Linked DNA regions of Zea mays: regions 1 and 3 are each linked to region 2. A link is a contact called in public Hi-C data. All regions are on one chromosome and are shown on one strand. Each heading gives the region's core, a stretch centred on a gene start, on an enhancer-like site or on the middle of the called end of the contact. The rest is flanking DNA. Distances are from core to core; before and after follow the strand shown.

Evidence for each region. Hi-C and Micro-C count contacts between places; a contact is called where the count stands out from the background.
Region 1: a contact with region 2 is called in a Hi-C map of leaf, with 9 times the contacts expected there. The contact joins the promoter of LOC100282921 here to the promoter of LOC103627372 in region 2. A contact is called at or near these places in 2 of 25 Hi-C or Micro-C datasets (ear and leaf).
Region 3: a contact with region 2 is called in a Hi-C map of leaf, with 10 times the contacts expected there. The contact joins the promoter of LOC100281503 here to the promoter of LOC103627372 in region 2. A contact is called at or near these places in 11 of 25 Hi-C or Micro-C datasets (bundle sheath, ear, leaf and 4 more) and 1 of 3 datasets of contacts at active chromatin or transcription factors (leaf).

What each region holds. Positions count from the first base shown.
Region 1 is chr5:183,232,503-183,237,306 of Zm-B73-REFERENCE-NAM-5.0, reverse strand. It overlaps LOC100282921 (alkaline phosphatase D), which reads left to right and starts at 2,995. Exons shown (of 9, transcript NM_001155826.2): 1 at 2,995-3,379; 2 at 3,453-3,680; 3 at 4,284-4,405. The coding sequence starts at 3,260. It overlaps LOC103627362 (a long non-coding RNA gene), which reads right to left and starts at 1,441. Exons shown (of 4, transcript XR_002748283.2): 1 at 1,215-1,441; 2 at 959-1,071.
Region 2 is chr5:183,588,435-183,593,056 of Zm-B73-REFERENCE-NAM-5.0, reverse strand. It overlaps LOC103627372 (plant intracellular Ras-group-related LRR protein 2), which reads right to left and starts at 2,538. Exons shown (of 3, transcript XM_008647663.3): 1 at 1,639-2,538; 2 at 1,105-1,271; 3 at 123-1,015. The coding sequence starts at 2,337. The coding sequence ends at 358. It overlaps LOC100276844, which reads left to right and starts at 2,665. Exons shown (of 2, transcript NM_001150551.1): 1 at 2,665-2,895; 2 at 3,000-3,389. The coding sequence starts at 2,758. The coding sequence ends at 3,152. It overlaps LOC100382112 (Inorganic phosphate transporter 2-1 chloroplastic), which reads right to left. Exons shown (of 3, transcript NM_001174873.1): 3 at 4,342-4,622. The coding sequence ends at 4,544.
Region 3 is chr5:183,848,880-183,853,084 of Zm-B73-REFERENCE-NAM-5.0, reverse strand. LOC100281503 reads right to left here and starts at 1,637. Exons shown (of 4, transcript NM_001154421.1): 1 at 1,424-1,637; 2 at 1,272-1,341; 3 at 1-941. The coding sequence starts at 1,485. It overlaps LOC100273997, which reads right to left. Exons shown (of 13, transcript NM_001148383.1): 13 at 3,939-4,205. The coding sequence ends at 4,205.

The DNA of each region.
Region 1 (4,804 bases), core at 1,746-4,245, 360 kb after region 2:
TTTTGGATGTGTAAGCAAAACAATAACATGTAAGGAAAAAAATGACATTCAACAACTGACTTTGAAACAGTAGTAAGTAATCAGTAAATGAGATTTAAGACAGGAGTGCAATGACAATTAATATGAAGAATTTACACAAGCTCAAGAATTTACACCTAAATCTAAATAGCACAAATGAAATAAAAGCATGGTTTTTTGTCACAAACATAGAAATAAAATAGCACTATGTAGGAAATGTCATTTGATGACTAATCACAAATTGAGTAGTGAAACAACAGCATATAAAAAATAGAGAAGTAAAACAATACTATGTAAAAAAATGTGGGTTGTTCTCTTTGAAACAATAGTAAGTAATCAGTAAATGGGATTTAGGACAGGAGTGCATTGAAAAACTAAGCGGAAGAATTTACACCTAAATTCAAGTAGCATGAACTAAATAAAATATGGTTTTGTGTCACAAACAGAGAAATAAAATAGCAGTATGTAGAGAATTTCATTTGATCACTAATCGCAAATGAAGCAGTGAAACAACAGCATATAAAAAAATAGGGAAGTAAATCAATACCATATAAAGAAAATTTGGTTTGATTACTGATTTAGTCAATTGACAAATGGAGTAGCAAAAATAGCAGCATGTAGAAAATGGCAAGCGACCACTTAATTAAATAGTTTCTAGCTAATAGTTGTGTGCATTTATGGGTTGTCTTCGTATAGACAGCAGTACGTAGTCAGCAAAAATGGATTAGAACAGAAGTGAGATAAATACTGAGCTGAACAGTTTGTTAGCACATTTAGAAGAGCAAGGTCGATAACATGAGGAGAGGAGGATGGAAATCTAGCCACGGACGCGTCATTGGTTTCATGGAGCGAGGGCGTGTCCTATCATATTTCTTTCTTTTATTTTTTATTTTTTTTCATTTTCTAACTATGTAAAAAAGGATTCTGTAGGATTTGTCACCTTTGTCGTTCACTTGCTGCAGCAATAGCGTCGACAACGGTGATAGAGAACGACGTCGTTTCGTAGGAGCGGAATATGCGATTGGGAACCTCCACAGTTATCGAACAAATGAACTGCAATATAGAAAAATTACCGAATAAAGGAAATACAGTATTGAAAATCAGTCGCGACGGCGCTGGAGAAGGCTAAGAAGTATGGAGGAGGAAAAAAAGGAAAATATGGAAGATATCGAACATCAAGAACTTAGGGTTGTTACCTGCAAGAGAAGTAGCGTTCACGACGGCGCCTAAGAACGACGATGCGGATAGAGAGATTTGTTGTCACAGGACCTAAGAAGAGCAAGATCGAGAGACTGAGGAGAGGAGGATGGAAACCTAGCCGTCAGGAGCAGTAGACGCGTTCTCGGCTGCCAGGAGCGAGGGCGTGCCTCTCACGTTGCTTTCCTTCCCTTTTCTTTCTTTTGCCCGTTTTCTTATTGGCCGGAGTGTCCAATGCCCAGCCTTCTCTGGAACTTACGGGAGGATTTCTTATTGGTCGGAGTGTCCAATGCCCAGTCTTCTCTGGAACTTACGGGAGGATGTGAGAGGAAAAAAAGGCAGAGTATGCACCGTTCAAAAGGCATCCAATAGACTCTATTAAAAGGCGATATGGACAATTTTCTGTACTCCATTTGGTATCCAACGGCTGAGAAGAAAGAAGTGACGTGGCAAACTCCCTGCACGGCATGGTGCACAATTTTTACTATAGAAATAACGATAATAATAATAATAATAATAATAATAATAATAATAATAATAATAATAATAATAATAATAATAATAATAATAATAATGGAAGGAAAGGAACTATATATTTGTTGGATTTTAGATGTCTAAGGCTGGCTGTGCAGCGTTCATAATGTATCCATAAAGATTAAAGCATCTGATAATTTGCTTGGTGTTGAAGCTTTACTAGGAGTGTAAGGGCTTGTTCATTTCCCTTCTAAATTATATAATTTGTATTATAGTAAAAGAGTAGAAGGATAAAATATTACTTTAGAACTATAAATAAGTTGAAATTAAGATATCATTATGTAGCTTATTTTATCTTATTTATGAATCCAAAATAATATTTTATCCTAGTATTACTTCACCGTAATCCAACTTATATAATTTAGAAAGGAAAAGACGGTGCTCCACGAGCCGTTTATAGGCAATAAATATTTGTGACTCAGGCCCTGTTTGTTTTAGATTATAATCTCTCCAGATTATATAATCTGGCGCAAATAATCCATTAGATAAACAAACAACTAGATTATGAGTTCAGATTATATAATCTAAAGTCCAGATTAAGATAATCTTATAATCTCCCCAGGAGTACCTTATTTGCGATTATTTTGGTAAAAGACCCACTACTCATGGTTATGTAAATAGAAATTACAATATATGATATCCTTCTTTTCTCACCTCAAATAAACAAATAAGGATATTGTTGTCTTTGTAAATAATCTACATTTGTATAATCTAAACTACCAAACAACTACATATAGATTATAATATATCTAGATTATAATTTGGATTATATAATTTAAATTATAATATAGATTATATAATCTATAAGCTAAAACAAACAGTCCCTTAGATCTCTTCTCTGAATGTGAATTGCACAACGAAGTGCTCCACGAGCCGTTTAAGGCTTTAAGCAACAAATATTTGGAACTAGGTTTTCTCTGGTTAGAGCCTATTTGGATTCCAGAGCTAAAACAGAAATAACTAAAATATAGTCACTTTATAAGCTAAAGATCTAAATAAAAAGAGTTAAAAGTAATAAAAATAGTAAAAAATATTTTAGAGCTAAACTTTAATCAGTATAGTTTAGCTCCCGGATCCAAACATCCCCATAACCACAGGTGACAGCTCTGGAAATATCCCAGCTCAAAATGGAAACTAGCAACGTGATGCACTTTGCTGCAACTTGGCTAGCACATGGTGCAAATTCCTGCATGTTGTTCTCTATCTCTAGAAACATCACCACGATCACGGCGTCAGGAGAGAAACACGGCACGCAGATGTCCACACCATTCCAATTTCCACCGCATTAATATTAATTAATTAGTTAAAACGGAACCGGTGAAAAGAAAGGCCAAACAAACAAGGAGCTTCCAACTTTCTTCCTCGCTCTTTCTCTCTCTCCGTGCGTCTGCGGTCTGCCATCGGCATCGCCCCCACCCCACCACCACACGTCCACCTCTCCCGCAATTGGGAATTTCTCCTCACCGCCTCGTCTCTGCCGGGCTCGCTCGTACGTCGCTCCCCACCCGCAATGGCGGCCACTTTCGCCCTCCTCCTTCTCCTGATCCTGTCCTCGTCGGTCCGCGCCGCCCCCGACGCCGTGGTGTCCAGGATCGCCTTCGGATCCTGTGCCAACCAGAGCGAGCCCCAGGTGGTCGACGGAACGCCCACACGGCCATGCCCGCCCATTTCGATCAAGTTGTGACGGGGATTGTTTAGTGCAGCCCATTTGGAACGCCGTCGCGGGGTTCGACCCGCAGGTGTTCGTCTGGCTCGGGGACAACGTCTACGGCGACAACAAGCGCCCATTCCGGGTCTTCGGGAGGGAGCGCACCGTGGGGCCCTGGAAGAACGTGCCGCGCTTCTACCCTTCCACCGAGGAGGAGCTGCGGAGGCGGTACCAGCTCGCCAGGGCGCAGCCCGGGTACGCCAGGCTCAGGGAGAGGGCTCAGGTCAGGCCTCCGATCCTTTGTTTTCTCGCCCATGGAATGTCGGAGCGGCTCGTCTTGATCCTGTAAAGATTCAACACTCAACAGTATGGATATGCTGACGATACAGCATTACAATAATGACAAACGTACATAAAATCGAATATACTAGAATGCACTCCCAATAATGGCAAACGTATATAAAATCGAAATACTAGAATGCACTCCCCAGTCCCGAGTTGGTTCTATGGCAGCGTGTTTGGTTTGAGAAAGGAGGTAGTTCATCATATTCTTACTCCTAGCTTTCTTGTTTGGTTTATGGAATAGAATGAGTTGATTCATCACTATTTCATTCTTCGTAGGCTAATAATTAGTAATAATATAAAAAATGAGTTTATTTCACTAAATTTGTGGAATTGACTCATGATGCACCACCTCATCTAGAATGGATTGCTTTTTTAAACCAAACACCCTCTTAATCTCCAACTGTGGGCTGGGTGTCACTTTGTCTCTTCGTTTATTTACAGTTTATGTATGTTCTACCCTTACGGAGACTTTGCAACACTGCTTCTTTCCTCTTCTGAAAGATGGCAAATTGGTGTCACCACTGAAATTTGCTAATTGCAGGTTCTTGGAACATGGGATGACCATGATTATGGATTGAATGATGCAGGAAAAGAACTTAGTGGGAAAGTGATTGCTCAAAGGCTTATGTTAGATTTCTTGGATGAACCTGAAGACAGTAAACGGTATGCACTTAGAAACACTGGAGTCAATTTGTTTTCATTTTTATGTTGTGTAGTTATTGACTTATTATTTGTTAAATCGATTCACACCAAGCACATTGGTAAGCTATTTGTTTTCTATAAAGCGTTGCTCTACAACCTGTTTTACATACTTGTGTCTACGCCTATATTTTTTCATTACAAAACAGCACCCTTCGCTAGAAATACCACATTTCATCAACAGCACAGTACTTGGGGAATTCATCTAAACTTGGACACTCAAACGTCTATTTACTTTCCTTTTATCCTTTAACCATCATACAATTCATAAGTGAGTTCTTTTTTTGCTCTGTATCTATTTCAACTAATGGATCACTATCAACTTATCAATTTGCACCTATAACAGCTTGATGCCATTTAGAT
Region 2 (4,622 bases), core at 1,289-3,788:
AAGTTTAGTTCTTTAACACGAACGACTAACATTAAACAAAGTGTGGCGCAGTTAGCCACGAAGCAACAAATTCTTATTGTTTCTTTGCCTGTTGCGGCTATAGATAGCACATACAAACAGGCTGAAGGAAATTATAACAAATATAAAAAATGTCATAATAAGAAAATTACAGCAAGTATAAATATAAAAAATAATATGTCATAGATCTTTACACACGGTCACTCAACTGGTAAAGTGGTAAACTGGTAAGCAATGAAATTTGAAAAGCAATTAAATAATGTCTTATCATCCTCACAAATAAACAATCTGCTGTTATTTGAATGGTAATGGTCGGGCGATGGTGGTGCCAGCTCACGTTCAGAACTGTTGCTGCAGGAACTCGTCCTCATCGTCCACCTTCTCCTGCCCGACAACCTTCACCGTCACGTCCGACACCCAGGTGCTCAGCGACGACACGCTCCGCGTCAGCCACTCCCTGGGCGTGGACGCCCTGGGGCTCTCCGCCACGGCGGCCGCGTTCGCACGCCGCCGCTCCTCTTCGGCAACGGCCTCGGCCCACCGCCTCGCCATGTACTCATTCACCGCGACGACGCCGTCGGCGACCACCTCGGGGGGTGGCACAGCGAGCGGGTTCTGGTCCAGGCGGAGTCTCTCCAGCTTGGCAAGCCGGCCGAAACAGTCCGGCAGCGCACGGATCTGGTTGTTGCTCAGGTCCAGCTCGCGCAGGCCAGCTAGGTCGCCGAACGATGGCGGCAGGTCCCGCATGTCGCTGAAGTTGCTGCTCAGGTCCAGCGTCTCCAGCGCGGACAGCTGTCCGATGGCGGCCGGTAGGCCGTGGAGCTCGTTGAAGTGTGCGTCCAGGAGGCGCAGCGATCGCATCTCGCAGACCGACGACGGTAGGGAGCGCAGCTTGTTGAGGTGCACGCGCAGTATCTGCAGGTCCACCAGCTCGTGCCCGATGCCTGTCGGGAGGTAAGCCAGGGCGTTGTAGCTCGCGTCCAGCTCCACCAGCGATCTGAAGCTCCGAGTGGCACATCCATCAGAACGAACGTTTCTTGGTGGAAGTGGAACAAGAAGCAATACAATGGTTGGTTGGCTGTTTACCTGCATTTCGAGATGGTGTCGGGCAGAACCCTCAGCCTGTTGCCGGAGACGTCGAGGATCTTGAGGTTGGAGAGAAGGCCAATGGAGTCTGGAAGAGAAACCAAGTCGTTGGAAGCGAGGCGGAGTTCTTCTAGGTGTTCGAGCCCACCAATCGCGTCGGGAATCACCTGCGAATTCAAGCAAGGAACATCACTGTTGAAGGCGCCAAACAGGGAATTCGCCCGTGAACTGAACTGCCACAGCGCCACATGTGTAGTTTAATTTAGATCCGTTTGAACGCGAAAATTTAACCGAAATTGTACAGACCTTTTCATGTGAATCGGTTTAAGAATTTCATAAAACCACTTTAATTCCACAGAAAACCACTTTAATTTCAAAGCACTTTGTGCAATGTGCAAGGGAGAATGAACTTCGATATGATCACTACAAAATACTGCCATTCGACCAATCCCAACAACTCATTCAGAAAATTCGTGGACGTCACAATGCATGATGTAGGGAGACGGCGCGAATGCTTAGGTACGAGTCCCTAACCTTGAGCTGGTTGCGGGAGACGTCGAGCGCGAGGAGGCCGCGGATCCGGCCAATGGGCTCCGGCAGTAGGCGCATCTGCCGATCGGCGAGGTTCACCCGCTCCACCACCTTCCCTTCCCCCGCGTCCTTGAGCACCCGCACCACCTCCTCGTCCACCGCCCCGGAACCCTCTTCCCCTTTGCCATCACCGCCGCCCACCTTCTTGATGTCCCTCCCGTGCATCGCCATCTGGTACACGTGCTCCAGCTTCCCCTCCGCGTCGCGCAGCAGGGCGCCGTACGCCTCGTGGTCCTCCTCCAGCCGCACCACCTCCCGGCACTTGGCCAGCTTCTCCTCGTCGAGATCCTTCGTCTTCACGTCCGCGTTGGCGTCTGCCTTCTTCCCAGCATCGGCCAAGCGGAGAAGTTCGCGGGAGGCGTCGACTTGCTCGTGGTCGGGCCGGGGCCCCAGGAGGCGGATCGCGTCGCGCGCCGAGGAGACGTCGGCGACGGCGCGGGTCATGGCAGACAGCACGGACGGGTGGCGCAGGCCTGGCATGCGCCCCACCAAGTCGATCTCCGCGGCACCCGACGGCGTGCGCGGGGACGGCTGCTCGAGGTCCCGCTCGCGCGGGGACCTCGGCGTCCTCACCGCGGGCAGCGAGGGGAGGCGGGAGAGCACGTAGGCAAGGATCGGGTGTGACTGCGGCGTCGGATCCATGGCGGCGGCTGCGACGACGACGACGCGATCGTTCTCGTTCGCTCCCGTTGGCGGGATCGGTGGCTCGCGAACGGAACGGATCGGAGGAGACGAGAGGACGAGCGAGTCGTAGGATTTCTGGATTTGGGATCCGGACCGGAAAACCGGGAAATTTTATTCGAGAGCTTGAGTGAACGGCCGCGCGTTCCGGGGTCCGGTCCGGACGCGAGAATTGGCAGCTACGATGGGCCGTAAGAAGGGCTTCTGCCAGCGGCACACAGAGACGAAAGCCCATTTCAGCCAGTAAGAAGGATGGCATAATAACAGGCAGCCAAAATTGAGAGTGACAAAATAGCAAATTTCTCGGCTTCCGCCACACCCGCTCCAGGTCCCCTCCCCCAAACTGAAACGAAGTTGCGGCGGTCGCGACTGAGTGCAGAGATGCTGCAGTTCCCGGCGCTGATGCGGCAGTGGCCATCGCCGGCGCTGATCCCGGCGTCCACGCTGCTCCCCGTGCCGGCCACCTCCCAGGAGGACGAGCTTCTCCTCTCCATGGCCGAGTCCGACCTCGAGGATAAGGTGCAGTGGTTCTCTCTATTCCCTTGCCCCTTCTCCAACGCTCCCGATGCCGACGGGGTGACTGACTGACGCTTCCTTTGTTTCTCCCTTTGCTTGCCTCTCAGCTGAACGAGATCCGGAAGACCAACAGCCACCTGGTTATCATCGGGAAGCCCACGGGCGACACCAAGGAGGAGTACGACGCTGAGGTGGAGGACGACGATGCAGACAACGTCGAGGAGTCTGACGGCGACGACTTCGACCAGGAGACCGGTTGACCCAGGTGGCTCCCCCGTGCTTCGTCGGCGTCCTTGAGCGTCGTCATCCCCGCTGTCCAGTCTGTATTTCGCAATCCCTGAGTTGCTCCTTCTATCTAGATACGCTGTTACCCTATTTTGCTGCTGTCTGTTCTCAGGATCTGAGCATGTCCTTGTCGTGTGGACCTTGTGTATGAAACAAGTACATGATTAATCGGTCCAATTTAAATGCTATATTAGTTTCCTCTATTTGTGCCAGATACTGCTACTTCTTACCATTTTGTTGTTTGTGTCATGACCAACAAATCCTTGTCAAGATTCTTACACTGTTCTATTTCTTTTGTGGTCGAATCTTCTTATATGAAAATTTTGAAGCACTGCTTTACAGAAAAGAGACATCAAGGAGCGAATTAAATTGAGCTATTAGTAATGTCGACTTGCCGTAGTAACACTCAAGTACTGTAATTGTCAGGTGTCATTAACCTAGACATTCACATCGAGGATTCCTTTAAAAAAACAAAGTGTTCTATATGAGTGTCCTCTTAGCAGTTGAACTATAAAGTGTTTGTTGTCAGTGTGTTGCTGGAATGTGCTTATTAATTTTCATTGATTGCCTGTTGATTTTCTATACTTGACACCCAAAAAAGCTTATTTACTTTTCAGTTCTCTAATTTAATAAGACCAGTTTGTCTACTGTGTTATTAGGTATGCGTATTTTGAAGCTATGAATATCGAATACATTGTGTCTCATTTTCCTCATTCTCCTTTTACTGAACCTGTACGTAAAATTTCATCAACATTTGATGATCCAAACTCCAAAGCTCTGACATTATTACAGGCTGTACAACACAGTATGCCATAGTCATAATAATATAATTACCGCAAACTGTTATTTGCTTGTTTAGTATAATAATTCAGTATCATCTTCCACGGTTCCACCTATATTTTTTAATTCTTGTCAATCTTAAACTTTTTTTTGTCATATAATTTCCTGCAGAGGAATGAGCTCTTATTCTAGGATGATTGGCAATGAACAAAGTCATGCGATATCATTACAATTTACAAGAATAAATTTGACCAACCATTACATTACATCTATATGTATAACAGCTCTACGAGAAGTTACAGTATTCGACCTTGTGATAGACATACAAGGTAGTATAAAAAGTTGAAAAAAATAATAATTCAGGAGCCTGTACCATGATTATTTGCTGGGAAACACTTCTAATTTGCTCAGTTTCCAAGAAAATGGTTATTTGGTCTTGGAAATTCTTGTAAATTTCTGGTGGAACTTGTGGAATCAGTCCATCTCTTTACTTTTGCAAAAGAAAATCCTTTTTCCACTGATCAAAATTTATGAAGTGACAATGGGCTGTACCACTTAAAAGCAGCCCTTTTATTTTACAATCCACTCACATGAAGTACGCCAGAATTTTGGTTAAGATCAATGTGTAGAAGATAGATAGGACAGCACCAACTGGAATTGTGACC
Region 3 (4,205 bases), core at 388-2,887, 260 kb before region 2:
TGCGCCGGGCTGTCGTCGAGGCTCCCGGACAGAGCCAGCGCCGGCGCCGGCGGGAGCGCGGCGCACCGCAGCGCGAACTCGTCGAGGATGGCCGACACGGCGCCCACATCGTACAGCGTGTCGCTGACGCAGGACAGCGACGGGATGAGCAGGTCGGAGACGCTGGCCTCCTCCAGCTGCCACGCCACCCTCCTCACCAGCTCCGCCCTGGACGCCTTGGACGCGCCCAGGATGTTGGCGGCCTTGAGCAGCTTGAGCAGGAAGCCGCAGGAGACGGCGTCCCTCTCCGCGGGGAGCAGGCTGACGATCTTCTCGAGCAGGAGGCGGTGCCTCGTGGCGACCTGCTTCACGTCCGCGGCGTCGCGGTCGAGCGGCTGGTCCTTGGCGACGTTGGGCAGCCACCGGCGCGCGTACGCCTTGAGCGCGTCGCCGACGGTCTTCTCGTGGACGGCGCCGGTGGCCTTGACGGCGACCATGATCCGCCAGAAGAGGTCGACCCCGAGCTCGGCGACGTCGTGCGCCCACCACGGCGACGCCGACGTGGACGTCGGGGCGGTGTCCGGGCTGGCGACGAGGGCGGCCACGGCGTCGACGCAGCGGGACGTGAGGCCCAGGTCCTCGCAGAGCGGGGCGTGGTGGCGCGTGGAGTGGAGCACGCCCAGCGCGTCCTTCCAGCGGCGCAGGAGGCAGGAGGCGAGGAACGCGTCGAGCTTGGCCGCGAGGTTGCCCCTGTCGGCGGCCTCCGACATGCCGAGGTGCGCCGCCGCGCACCGCAGCGGGACCAGGTTGCGCGCGCTCACCGTGATGGTGATGCCGTAGCAGTACTTGGCGCAGGCCTCGAACGCCTCGGCGCCGCCCGGGAACCCCGGGAGCTCGACGACGACGTCGCCGGCGTCGGCGCACAGCGCTTGCAGGAGCATGCATTTCGAGAGCAGGGGGAACTGCGGCGTCCAGGCAAGGCATGCACAGGACGGACAATGGCAAGAAACAGAAAGAGTCTTTAATCTCAAGATCGGCCGGGGGGGACTTCTCCATTTCCTAGGGGGCCGTTCGTTTCTATTGGAATAAACCCGGTTTCGTTCCAACTCATCAAAATTTATATAAATTAGAGAAGTAATCCGGCTAGGAATTATTCTGGGTCTCCAATCCGTGAAAACCGAACAAAGCCTAGACGGGATCCCACTGTATGGAACGATCCTAACTAAAGATTCAAATTCCTGAATAAAGGCCAAAGGGTGGGCACGATCTCTGACGATCCTTGAGCTAATTACCTTGTGGAGATGGTAGAGGCAGTTATCCACGAGGATCTGCAGGTCCGTGGCCACCTCCGTGCAGACAGACCTGGACGACCGCACGCACAGGATCATGAAACGCACGCGGAGCAGAACCTGATGGAAGCGAGATCGCAAACCAAAGCACGCACCTCACGGAGTCGGCGGCGGCGAAGAAGGTGTCCGGCCGGGTGCCGAGTCTCATAAACTTCATCCTGGCCAGGGCCCAAAGCTCTCCGCCCCCCCACTCCTTCGTCTCGGTCGCTATGCTAAAACGGGAGCCTCTGAACCTTTCAGTGGGCGAGGAAGAGGGGTTGGTTGCGAACACTTGGCCGCCTAACTTCGTGTAGAGCCCTTGGAAATGGCCTCTCTGGTCTGGTGGCTCGCTCTACTTATATCGTGGCGAGGTGGCTGGGGCTTTGGAGGCAGGAGAGAGAGAGAGCCGAGGGCCCGAGGCCAGGAGTAGACGAGGCAGGCAACAGTTCCGATATTTTTTTAGTTCCTCAGTAGTAATATCCTAATCTGAGGTGTCTTGAGATTTCGATCATCAGGAGTTTGCATGGGAATGTGCGCCGCAAATGCAAATCAGTGCTCTCGAGTTGGACAAGTGAAAAAGAGGGACCCGAGTGGCCGAGCGCCCGAGCAGCAGGGCTGGGATGGGCTGGCCGCTGGCATGGCACACGGTACCAGCAACCAGTTCTTGCCGCAGTACAATGCTGAGCTGATCTATCTATCTATCGATTTCACCCTACTTGATGTTTACGGAACCCAAGTAGGAATTTCAGCTCCACGCTAGGCTAATGGGATTCTTTATGTACATCGATCACCCTAGCGCGCGGTAGTGGTAGTAGCTATAGTAGCCTAATCGATTTCATTAGCGTTTTCGGCGGGCGAATGCGCTTGAGTGTACTTGCCTTGTTAAATAGGGCGGTGGTCGGGTCGGGTGGATGCATCGCCTTTCAACAACTTTTCCTCCCCGCCACTAATAATAAGAGCAAATATAATAACAGTCGGTGGTGCGTGGTCCGTATAGGTGTACATTTGGGCCGGGTCTGATGGGCCGGCCCGAAGCACGGAAAAAAAAGCACGGCCCAGGCACGGCACGGCCCGAAATAATTTAGTGCCGGACCGGCACGGCCCGTTATATCGGCCCGGGTTTGGGCCAAGGTCACGGCCCATGGGCGGGCACGAGCACGGCCCGTTTAAGGCAGGCACGAAAAGGCCCATATAGAGGCACGAAAAGGCTCATATATTTATTAAAACCACACTTCATTTCGCACTTTCATATACTTGATAAAGAACACAAAGCTAGAGATAATGCTAGTTAGATGTTTTTTGTATCTTTGAATTAGATTGTGTGATGTAATTTTACTTTTGTTATGAACATTAGACAATAAACTGAACTTACGAACTTTGTATACAGCTGATTATACTCTTTTGTATATAGCTGTGGTAACTTTAATACAAATATTAAGTTTGATTTTGTACAAATTTATTTGTCTTATCTTTTATTTGTTTTATTATTTTTTTGAATTTAGGGCTCTAATATGAATTTTGGGCCAAAAATTGAATTTCGGGCCCTAATGTGAATTTCGGACTTTTATAATTTCGGGCCGCCCGAAATAAGCCCGGCACGTTTAAGCAATTACGGGCCGGGCCGTGAGCCGAGGGCTAGGCCCATGGGCCGGCTCGGCACGGCCCGAAATTCAAACGGGCCGTGGGCCGAGGGCTAGGCCCATGGGCCGGCTCGGCACGGCCCGAAATTCAAACAATACGGGCCTTTTTGGGCTTGGGCCGGGCCGGGTCGGGCGGCCCGAATGTACACCTATAGTGGTCCGGACTCCGCATGAAGGAAAAAGAAGAAATAACCGAACCTTGGACCTGCACGTATGTCCCTTTTTCTCGTTTTTATATATTCAATAGAGTCGCACACTCTGGGACTGGGGCTTCAAAAAAATTTAGAACACGCGATCTTTAGAGAAAAAAATACCAGTCCAACTATTTTTTTTGTTTTGATTCGTCGTCGTATGGTTGCCTGCATATGTGTCCGTGTTTGCCTTTTCTGCCTTCGGTTTATACCAATAGAGAATTTATCAAAAAAATAAAAAAAAAATCTCAGATTTCAGTTTCAGCACATAAACTTGTTGGCCAAATTAGAAGCACATAAACAACCGGGGCTCGCACTCCCATTCCCATGTCCAACGTGGCGAGGATCATTAAGCTGACCCGGACCTGAGATCTGCCGCTGCCAGACCGCGGGGTTAATTTGACCTGGCCGTGCAGACCATGACAAGATGCTTCGCCGGACCAACTCATCGGTGAACGAGACGAGCACCACTGCCACGGCATGCCTTGTCTGCAACGCGGCGAGCAGGCTTTGCAACTTCTGGAAGATTTGTTCAGAATGTAAAAAATGCAACTGCAGATAGTACTCTGTACTCCTCCAGTGTCTGTATAAAGTACCCAGGCCACCTGAAGCTTCTTCCCATTGCTTTTAAACTAGTTACTGAGACGGCACCTTAGCATTAGCGTAGCACCTGTAATGATGCTTATATTACCAGCCCAAGTGGCCATCATTGCAAGTTGCTTTCCCGTTTCTTCTTGGTTCCAGCCAGCTTTCAAACTGTATATCCCATATTCTAAATTCTCTCATCTATATCATCATCATAAATAATAACACACTACCACCACAAGTTACGTTAGACTTTGTTCGGTTAAATCCTAAACAAACCAAACTTCTTAATTTTTTCTAATTCCATTTAATCTACATGAATTGAGAGCTAACCGAACATGCTTGGTAGTTCTAGGTGTCAGATATATCCGTCCAAAATAATTAGCTCCAGCGACGTCGAGGCCCAACGTGCTGGCGGCCCAACAATCGGCCCATGCAAGTCCAAGCTCCAGACACATCCCCGGCCCAATGCCCGCATCGCT